Regions from separate parts of the Anas platyrhynchos genome. Here region 2 is linked to region 1. The links are chromatin contacts, called in public Hi-C maps. All regions are on one chromosome and are shown on one strand. Each heading gives the region's core, a stretch centred on a gene start, on an enhancer-like site or on the middle of the called end of the contact. The rest is flanking DNA. Distances are from core to core; before and after follow the strand shown.

Evidence for each region. A called contact is a pair of places that touch in the nucleus more often than the background predicts.
Region 2: a contact with region 1 is called in a Hi-C map of F1 follicle, with 3 times the contacts expected there. The contact joins two enhancer-like sites. A contact is called at or near these places in 4 of 8 Hi-C or Micro-C datasets (F1 follicle, liver, skeletal muscle and 1 more).

What each region holds. Positions count from the first base shown.
Region 1 is chr6:25,468,700-25,473,805 of IASCAAS_PekinDuck_T2T, forward strand. All of the region lies in intron 2 of ZNF518A (zinc finger protein 518A), which reads left to right. Among named protein-coding and RNA genes, the nearest start is that of CCNJ, 11 kb to the left of the region's middle. Within about 2 kb of position 3,007, at least 2 of the 8 cell types and tissues checked have an H3K27ac peak or open chromatin away from gene starts, as enhancers often do.
Region 2 is chr6:25,576,007-25,580,983 of IASCAAS_PekinDuck_T2T, forward strand. The region is part of intron 2 of BLNK (B cell linker); the gene reads right to left. The region is part of intron 1 of DNTT (DNA nucleotidylexotransferase); the gene reads left to right. Among named protein-coding and RNA genes, the nearest start is that of DNTT, 20 kb to the left of the region's middle. Within about 2 kb of position 1,450, at least 2 of the 8 cell types and tissues checked have an H3K27ac peak or open chromatin away from gene starts, as enhancers often do.

The sequences.
Region 1 (5,106 bases), core at 1,757-4,256:
CAATGAAATATTCTGAGGTTGCAGAACACAAAGAATTGACAGAGCTCTCCAGTGTAGCTACAACATCCTCTTCCCAACAGGAGAAACATAATTTCACTGTCCCCATCCCCTTTGTGTGTTTCCCTTGAGGCTACTTCAGTCATGGTGTAAAATTTAATAATAGTAATGTATATTTCACTTAAGACATATTTTAGAGAAAATGAGGGAGCAAGCCAGCAATATATGATCAAAGAAATCTCCATGGATTTGGAATACTCCACAGGTCACGGAGTAGAGAAAGTGGATACATAAATGTAGGGAAAGTTATATGCAGAGCAGACATCTGTTTTCAACTATTTTCAAGTTGGGATTATTGCAACATAAATATTTACAAGTGCATTGAGATTACTTTTACAGTGTCATGGAATAATTGTTTTATTTCACTGCATCATGAGGAGCAAGTAAATGAGCTGAAGAGTAGGGCAAAAGAACACAGTGTTTATCCTGCCCTTCTGTTTTTAGCTTCTTCCTGAAATAGAGCATTAAATAGCATAATTTTAATAATAATAATCAGGATTTTCTTGTGAACACCTAAACTGCTTACTGCACTAAGAGCTTGATATGGAGAGAGAATGTTATTTTGGAAAGTGCAGTGTAACACGGGTTATTTTTCAAGTCGTTTAGGAAAAGTTCTCAGGAGTAAGATTCCAAGGTAATCACTCATGTCTGTCAGGGGCACGCCCTGAAAGCATTGCCTAACTTTGACCTGCTGCCAACTGGCTGGGAAACTGTGGTATTAATAATAATAATAATAAAAAAAAAAAAAAACAAAAAAAAAAAACAAAAAAAAAACAAAAAAATAAAAGGCTGTTTTAACATAATTTAAACATGTCATGAACATATCACCAAAATTTAATTTGAGGGCTCCCCATAATCTAGATTTCTAAATTTGTTGGTAATCACCATAACAGTTCCATTCCCACTGAAATCAGCTGGAGTTTTAAAATTGAGACATTTGTGTTCTTAAGTTGTCAAAATCTGTACAGGTTTTACTAAGTATTTATTACTTTCAGTGCCTCATGCACCAGGAACAGTTCTGGTACTGTTCCTGTTCCCAGCTGTGAGAATAGCTGTAGTTGGAATGAGCAGCTGCCTATCTCCCAGAGCCCACTTATCTGGGATATTAATGATATCACCACCGAGGTGATTGTCCCACTGTCCACATCTCTGGTGAGGCTGAACCTCGAGTACTGTGTTCAGCTTTGGGCCCTTCACTACAAGAAGGACATTGAGCCCCTGAAGCGTGTCCGGAGAAGGGCTACAAAGCTGGTGAAGGCCCTTCAGCACAAGTCCTGTGAGGAGTGGCTGAGGGCACTGGGGCTGTTTAGTCTGGAGAAGAGGAGGCTCAGTAAGAGTAACAGAAGGAGGCAGGTTCACTTCATGGCAACGTTATGTTAGCTGCCATATGCATAAAAAATAAAGACAAAATTTGCTTGCTTCTTGAGGATTTAAGTTCCAACGGTCAGTTTAGAGATGCTGAATAGTAATCTGTGATAGCTAACAGGTCATTTGCCTGTCTGTGTAGGCTCTTGATAATACAAAGTATGCTATTTGAAACTGCTTGCCCCAGTGTAAAGGAACCTTCTATGTACTGTGGCCAAAAACATAATGGGATGGTTGCTGTGAAGAAGCATGTCAGGTTTGCTTATGTGAAAAGTATTTTGAAGTACCTCACTCAAAACAGGGCTACAACTTGCAGAACACTATTTTACTATATTCACTTTTAAAATAAGTGGAAGTGATTAAACATTCCCAAGAAGAAAGTAATCTAAACTCTGAGAATGTAGGGAAGTGCCTTAGGATCATTTTCATGTATGAGTGAATTGGTAAATTTTTGAATCATGTGGTTATTATAACAAACAAACCTTAACTTACATTTATGGACTTTTTGAGTATGCCATTATGATTAATCATTTCAGCTAAAGGGCACTGGAGAATTTTTATTTTTTATGAATTTAGCATGCAGTAGTCATCTGCGATTCTGATATTTTGACTGTGTTGAAATCATATTCTGTGTCTATCTTTCAAACTGTGGAAGCCAGAAATGTTTTACCATTGATGCTTTTTAGAAGCTGTCAGGATTGTTTTGCAGTCTTGTTTGTTTGGGATTCTTCAAAGCAAGCTGAAGAAATGTAAGAATATGTTCATTGGTATTCTAATATCTAATAATAGCCAAAACACCCAGGGCACTTTTTATCTCTAAGCATTTTAAAGATACTCCTTATTGACACATTACCATCTTCAATTCCTAAATAAATTAAACCAAGGCAGAAAGTTGAGGCAGCTGTCTAAGAGTTTAAGATGAGGGAGATGAAGATCAGGGAAATTTTTTTGATGGGAGGGGGTGGGGAAGTGGTGTGTGACTCAGATGCCCACTAAATTAAAAATTGCTGACTCTTAGTCTCAGTGGTTTGGCCTCACACCAGCTAATTTAATGGACTGGCTGAGGATCACTGAATCATGCCTAGTCTGGCAAGAATGCCTGAGCCAACGCTGCCAGCCATGTGAGCAGAGGCCATAGGATGCTTTGGAGCATAATGTCTCAGTTGCTTTAAAGCTCCTAATGGTCATTGGTTTGGGAGACTCCTTTGGAGCTGGGTGAATCCATCATCAGACCTGAGGGTATGGGGCTGCCCTGAAGACTTGTGTCTGCATTCTGGGGAAAGTTCAGGGAGCTGCCACACTGAATCAGGGAAAACTGGCAGGCTAGGTTAAGAGGATTTTTTTTAATACTTAAGCTGTGTGCATAAATATTCTATTTTGCTAACTAATGAATCATGCCTTGGCTTGAGAAGGCTGGTGCTGCTGTAAACCTCAGCTGGCTCCAGAACACTTATCCTGGAAAGTCTCCTGTGATGCCTAGACTTACTGGGATCTAGTGAAGGGCCATGGTGAGAACTTAGTGCCAATGCCAGTGACTCAGGTTTGGAATGATGCAGCCTGTGACTAAGTAGCTCCTCTCCCAGGTAGATTGCCAAAGGCTTGTGAAGCACAGTGCAAGACACTGCTCCCAGGCTTCAGTCAGCTCTGCCTTCTAGGTTTGTATATGTACATTTTTTTCAGTACCAGTCATCAAGGATTGAACTCAGTTTCTGTGAAATGCAATGGTAAAATCCTTTGCAAATCCCCTGGGCACTCTGCTTATTTAAACTGCACAGTTCATCTGGTAACAGTAGCTGACAAGCTGGTGGCTTAGAGCTCCATTGACTGGGCCAGTCTGCTGAGCAGAAGGCATATGTGTATGTGTGTGTGAAATTGGGTATGCACACTGTGAAATGCTGCCAATCAGCAGCAGAGCACTCCAACAAAGAGCTTTTGTTGCCATCTCTTCTCTTGAGGATCTTGTTATGATCAATATGTAATCACCGTGAGAAAGATGCAGAAGATTCAATCCTCCTAGAATTTATATAGTTAATAATAGAGCTGGATATCTTTTTCTGAGTCCAATTAAATTTAAGTTAGATGGTATATCAGTGCACATTGATAAGATTTTTTTTTAAAATTCAGTTAACAGGAGTTATTTAAGTGTTTTTAGTTTTCCCTTCAGTGTCTGAACATGAAAACATGGATGTTGATTGTATGCAGGGATATAAATGTTTGGAGAAAAGAGGAAAAAAAAAAAAAAGAAGAAACTTGTCAACTATGAGCATTCTTAGTGTATTGAAAAATCTTCAGTCTGGGGGTTTCTGGAGCTGGAAACGAGTCAGAGCTGAGTTCTGCTCTTGAGCATATGCTCAGCTGACAGGTATGTTAAACTGCAACAAATTGATGCAGACTGCAACCTGATAATTTATAGTAGGTGAATCTCAGCCTAAGACCTGCTTGGATACATGCCATTGTCTCTGAACTCACACTCCTATTTCAGTATGCCAGCTCGGCAGGGATAGGTAGGAATAGCTTTAGAAACTGAATTACCGTTTTTAACCTCTAGAGGGACCACCAGGACCAGAGATGAAGCCTGCTGTAGGCTGGGCGTTAGCTCAGCCCGTTCCTTTCTCTACATTACCTGCACTGTCAGAAGACAGCACTCTACCCCATCAGTAATGAAATAGTGAGAGAGGAACTGCGGGAAGTGAAATTTAGTCATGAATTACTGCCTGCATCTGCTGGGCTGTGTTCAGGACAGTGAGAAATGCAGTGCCCTGATGTTTCCAGCATCCTGCTCTCATCTTCCTCATTCAGAGAGGAAAATGTAGGCAGAGCATTGTACTCATTTGGGTTATGACTCTTTATCATTGGTAGTTGTGGTTCAAACCACTTTGAACCACTGTACCTCTCCAGCCTGACTTCTGCTGCTGCAGTCAGGGCATGGTGAGCCCTCAGAAATTTGTGGGTTAAGTTGTCTGGACATTCCTGTATCATTTTTATCTCTGTCTCTGCATTAAGTGGTTTCACTGTGAAATTCCTTCTATGATCAGTTAGGGTAGAAAACATAGTGCTTTCACTAAAAATGAGGAATTACTCATTGGCTTCTTGTTCCGTATAAATAAAGGTCAACATGGTCTCCTTGATTCTCTATCTCCAAATTAGTCTGAACTTGCTCTTCAGCATAACTACACTCCTTCAAGCAAGATTCTGCATAGTTTCTCCTACTCATATCCAAACACATCTACACTAAGTTTCTGAATTATCTACTTTAAATAAGAACAGTGAAATGCCTTGGCTACATTTTAAACTTTTTAATCTTAAACCTCCATTTAAGGGGGGAAAAGCTTTAGATATGTAAAATGGGCATATTGATAAAATGTTGTGTAGCCAATTAAAGGACTAAGTGGAATGAAATTTGTGGTAAATTGAGTCCTTTCTTTTCAGTGCTCCAGGTCATGGTTGGATGACTGTGCAATGCATGTTTTTCTCAATTATATTGTTCTGCCCTGACTGTTGACATAGCTGTGCTCTACCTACAGTGTCATAATGTTGTAGTTAGTCATATTTGCAGAGCTGAAACTTCTGTTTTCTGTGCATACCCTGGACTGGGTATGATTCTTTAAGCTGACCCTGAAACATGTATCTGTGAGCCCTCACAAGGGTCTATTTACTGTGGCCTTCTGCAGCAGACTAGAAAAG
Region 2 (4,977 bases), core at 200-2,699, 110 kb after region 1:
TAGATGTCATCAGCTGAGAATGAGTCATCAAATTGCCTCTGCAAATCAATGACTAGCAATATTAAGTCAATTTCTGCACATATTTTTTCACCTTCTAAATGAGAGGAGGAAATGATATTTTTGTTATTGTAAGGATTAATTCTTGTACACTTCCTTTTCTTTGCAAAATAAAATATTTAAGCTTTTACTTATGTATATTAAGATGCTAGGTAATCAAAAGACAGCTTGTGCAATTCTTTTTGGCCTTCAAAGACAGTGTTCAATGGAATCTGCTTCTTAAGCAGTGCTCTGCTGTAGGTAGTGCTTCCTGCATGGGTATGAGCTCTGTGAATAGGCAGACCAAGAACTTTTTAACTGATAATTGAGTTTGGTGGGTGATGAAACTATAGACCTGAACTTTCCTTTGCTGGTAAATGTTTTATACAGAGAGTTTTAGTTCAATTCAATTTTTTTTTTTTTTTTTCCTGGTGACAACTTTCAGTAAGGGTATTAAATTATGAACTTCCTTCCAGTTTGAGGAAACTGGCATCTATGAGTCCAGCTGAAAGTTGTCTTTTTATTTAGTAAGTTCAATACTTATTTATAACAGAAAATTATACCACTGATTGTAACTGGGAAGTGCTACTGCATTTTAGCCACAAAATTTTGGTCTTAGGAAAGAGTACAAAAATATCTTGCATACTCAACATTCATGAAATTACATGGTAGTTTCTGGAAGAAGGAAACTAATTTTTCTAGTCTTTAACTGTTCATTGCTCCTGTTCTTGCTGGTGATATACATTGTTAGAGCATATGTATACATATGAGCATGAATAGGGTATATTGCAAATTAATACATGTGATAAAGAAGAAGTTAAAGTAGTTACTTTCATGGAGGGATTTGAATTGCAGAATAGACAATAAGGAAATAAAGGGACAATAAAAAAATAAAAAATAGTTTCATGTTGGAGTGCAGTTTAGAAAGCACATACAACTATGTTCTTCTCAAACCAGTTATTGATTTTTTGTTTTCTGTTGGTTCCTTTATTCATCAGACATCAACTTTCTTAGTAGCTTACTTAGCTCAGTAGCTAACAGTAACCAAAACTCTCAGCTTGCAAATCAAGCCAACCAGCTTTGTTCAGCAGATAGTATCGTGGAAACAGAGAAATGCTGCTATGGTGCAAATGTCTGAGGTGTGTCTCTCACTCCTTTACTTGCAGAGGCATGTCTTGGATTTGAGCGTATGCTGTTGTAGCTGCTTGCCAACATAGAAAGTGAGGAAGCAGAAGCCTTGCATCAAAATCAGAGAGGCAAGGCTTCTGTACAATACAGAACTGCCGAGCTGTAAGGAGGTCTTATGCATTTTTGACTGGGAAAGTTTAAGTGGACTTGCGCGTGTGTACTCTGCAGTGTATGCAGAGCAGCCTGACGTGTCTGTGGTGCTCTAGTTCTGTGCATGTGTGTCACAAATGGCCAGCCTGTGTGCATATGGCTGGGTGGGACTGTGCTTTGCAGACTGGGGATGTGTAGGGAATGATAACTGATAGGTGGATAAGGAAGGGACAGACAACATGCAAATGGAGCTTTGTTTGAGGAAGCAGAGTAAATGTGGTTAGAAGGTAAAGCAAATGTGGGTTTCAGACGTGGTGAAACTTTGTAACACACTGGGTAGCATTTGGGAGCTTTTCCGGCCCAAGCATAGAACAGACTAAGGTGCATGTGCTCCCTCTAGTTGGTGGAAATAGTAATACCTTCTGTTCCCTAACGGCTTCAGCCACAAACGTGGCTGTCGAGTCACAGGACCTAATGTGATTTGGCTTCTGCTACTGCTTTGGAGGATTTTTGCCATGCTTTCACAGTTCCCAGCCGAGATTGTGCTAGGAGATGCAGATCTTTTTGAAGCAGGTTGTTGATGTAGATGACTGCGTGATACAGTCTTTCTAGCTGTATTTTGAAGTTCACAGCACATCTCTTTCCCCTTCTTTACTTTTCAGCCCCTTCATGTAGGATGTAGGTAAGCACCTGCATAATATAATTACAGCTGCAGTTTCAAAGAAAGTCTTGAACAATCCAGGAGAGCCCTGAAGGATCAGTAGGAGTCTGAATTTTTGATGTGAATTAGAATGAGAGGATTCCATTGACTTTATGAAAAGAACAAAACCAAAACCCATACCGTGTTGCTAGATAAGCTGTCAATAATCTGGGCAGTAAAGCTGTATGTAAGGTGACAGTCTTGTCATTACCTTCCCATAAGTGAGTTACGTTCTGTAACATTGATAGTTCTGAGCACGGATCGGTTTGGAGAACTTTGCTATGAAATGGGATAATTTCTTTGTGTGTTTGTATTTATACACATCCATAGATTGGAACATGATATGGTATAATGATCTCCTCCTAATTTTCTTGACTGGGGGAGAGGAGTGGGTGGGAAGGGTGTGAGTAAAGGCTCAGATTTATTTGCTATAAAGCTATTTCATGCTGTTATGGCAAAATAAATGCATAATATTTTATAAAGGCTTTGTATTCAGTATGATGAACTTCTTTATGTTAAGACTTGCTCATAGAATTTGTTGAGTAGAACAAGAAGACTGCAAGAAGCCATCATTAGGAGGCTGTTGAACAGCTACATTTTTTTTTTCACTTACGAGAGACAGAAATTTGGAGTACAAATATAAATGATCTGCATTCAGGCAGTCAATGCAAGCCAAAAGCTGAAATGTTGTAGAATTTTAATAAGGCAGGCTAATGATATCCCCTATTAACTGACATAGAAGATCTATAAGTGGCCAGAGGATACCCTACATTTCTTAGTAAAAATGTCCTGATGGAATAAGATCTCTAGAAACACAATCTGACTGTCAGTCTGTCTCAGAGCAAATTGGACAAATGTATAGTGGAAATATTTTGGGTCTTTTTCCTTTTGTTAGATTGAGGAAAACTGAAATGCAGGGAAAAGAGCAGAAGAGAAAATCATAGAGTCATAGAATCATTAAGGTTGGAAAAGACCTCCAAGATCATCCGGTCTAACAGTCCCCATACAGTACATAAGGTGTGGAATACTTAATCTCTGTCCAGAAAGAATGGCATAGTTAAGAAACGTTTCCATTGTGACTATAGTAGAAAGACTATTAGAAAAGTATACACTTTGAAGTGTGTAAAACTGACATCTAGTGGCAGCAAAAGCACCTCGTGTGCAAAGGAGCTTTATAGCAACACCAGTTTGCAAAGCAGATTAACATGTTGTAGCTATGTTTCAGGAAATGGTAATTTCAGTATGTACTCCTCTAGCCTACTTCACATGCTAATGTGTTGGTGTTATGGAAGCTTTTGAATGAAATCTGGTGCCTTCTAGTAATATCTTGCTTATGTGAGGTAAGATGGTGGTGTCTGTTCATCTTCTTGATTGTAGAGACTACTGCTAAAGAAGTATTGTCATCCTGATAAACGGTTTCCTTATGAGAGGAAAGGTCTGGAAGGGATGTTAGAATTAAAATACATGCATCCAAAACAAACAGACACACACACACGCGCACACACACACACACACAAACACTGAGGAGGAGACTTAAATAATCTAGTGTTGCTGAAGGAGACTGTTTGGCAGTTACCAATTTGAGACTTCTTATGAATAGAGAATTCAGGCTTTGGAGCTGTGGCATTACTGAAAAGTGTAAGCTTCTCTGAGGGTTGAATCAGGACTTCATGCCAAAGACTCAGGCCTCACACGAACCGAAGCAAGATGTAAGCTATCTGAATAAAGAAAGCATAAGGGAATGTGCTTTGGTCATTCCCAGTGAAGATGAAGGAAGTGTTATCACTTGCTGAAGTCTGTGCTTAAGTGTTTTTCTGAGCCATAGTTGATAACTTCATTTCTCATTCATAATGTTACTCAGTTGTTATTTTATATCTTCTTCTGTATTTTGTCTAGCTCTGCATTCAGATTTTAGTGTCTCTGAAGAAAAACTCTTGCTAAAACTCTGTATGATACCTATGCCAATGAAGTTTTAACTTAGCTTTCCCTCTAGTGCTAATGTGTATGTATATATATAATGGATAAATGACTAATAAACAGAAAAAATAACAAATTTATGCAAAAGATGAAATATTAAGTACTTTAAATTGTGTGTGGGGTGCCACCTCTATAGTCAGGGGAAGAATTCTAAACTGAACACAGAAAAATCTAAAAGCATGATTCTAGTCTGTCTCCCAAATGAAATGAAAGTGATCAGGAAGAGAAATCTAGGTAAAAATGGACACATATCTGAAGGAAGAAGGAAAGGAAATGTGCTTCAGTGGAAGCATAATTAGAAAAGGGCAAAAATAAGAAAAAAGAATTGTGGTTTATTTTTCCAGGATTGGCGGTTTGTAGCAAGAATTATTAAAATAGCAAAAACTTTTGGCTGTAAATCTGTATTTTGCACTATTCCCAGTTCTTAATGGCATTTATAAATAGCTTGGAAGTTAAAAATATTGGTAGCATAATTCTAGTGAAACATACCGTGGTTCATTTGAAACTGCACTGAGCTATATATGCTACCTCCATCATTTCATCTCTATTACTTTCAAAACACAGTGCATCACATTTGTTGAACACAAATGTTGATATTCTGCAATGAAACTAAAGTCACAGTTATAGAAGTGGTATAAAAAAAAAAGCTGCTGTCATTTCAGAGAGGGAAGCCTACTGCTTTAATGTGAAAGCAGAGATGATCAGCAGTCCTGTTGGTCACAGAACTGCTCTGTAAGGGTAAGATTAGTTAAATCACACTGGCCAGAGCTGAGTGATGTGCTCTTATCTATCCTGACATGGATAATCCAGCACAGGTGCTTAACAGTGTTGATACACTTCTGACCTTTTAGGTCTGTGTGTGATAGAGGCCAGTTGCTGTGTGCAGAGTTGCACTGGCTTTGTCTGCACTCTCTGAGCTTCTCCCTACTGCTTGGACACTGACACTCTTCCAGTGCAGTGAAAATATAAGGATAGGTCATGCTAGC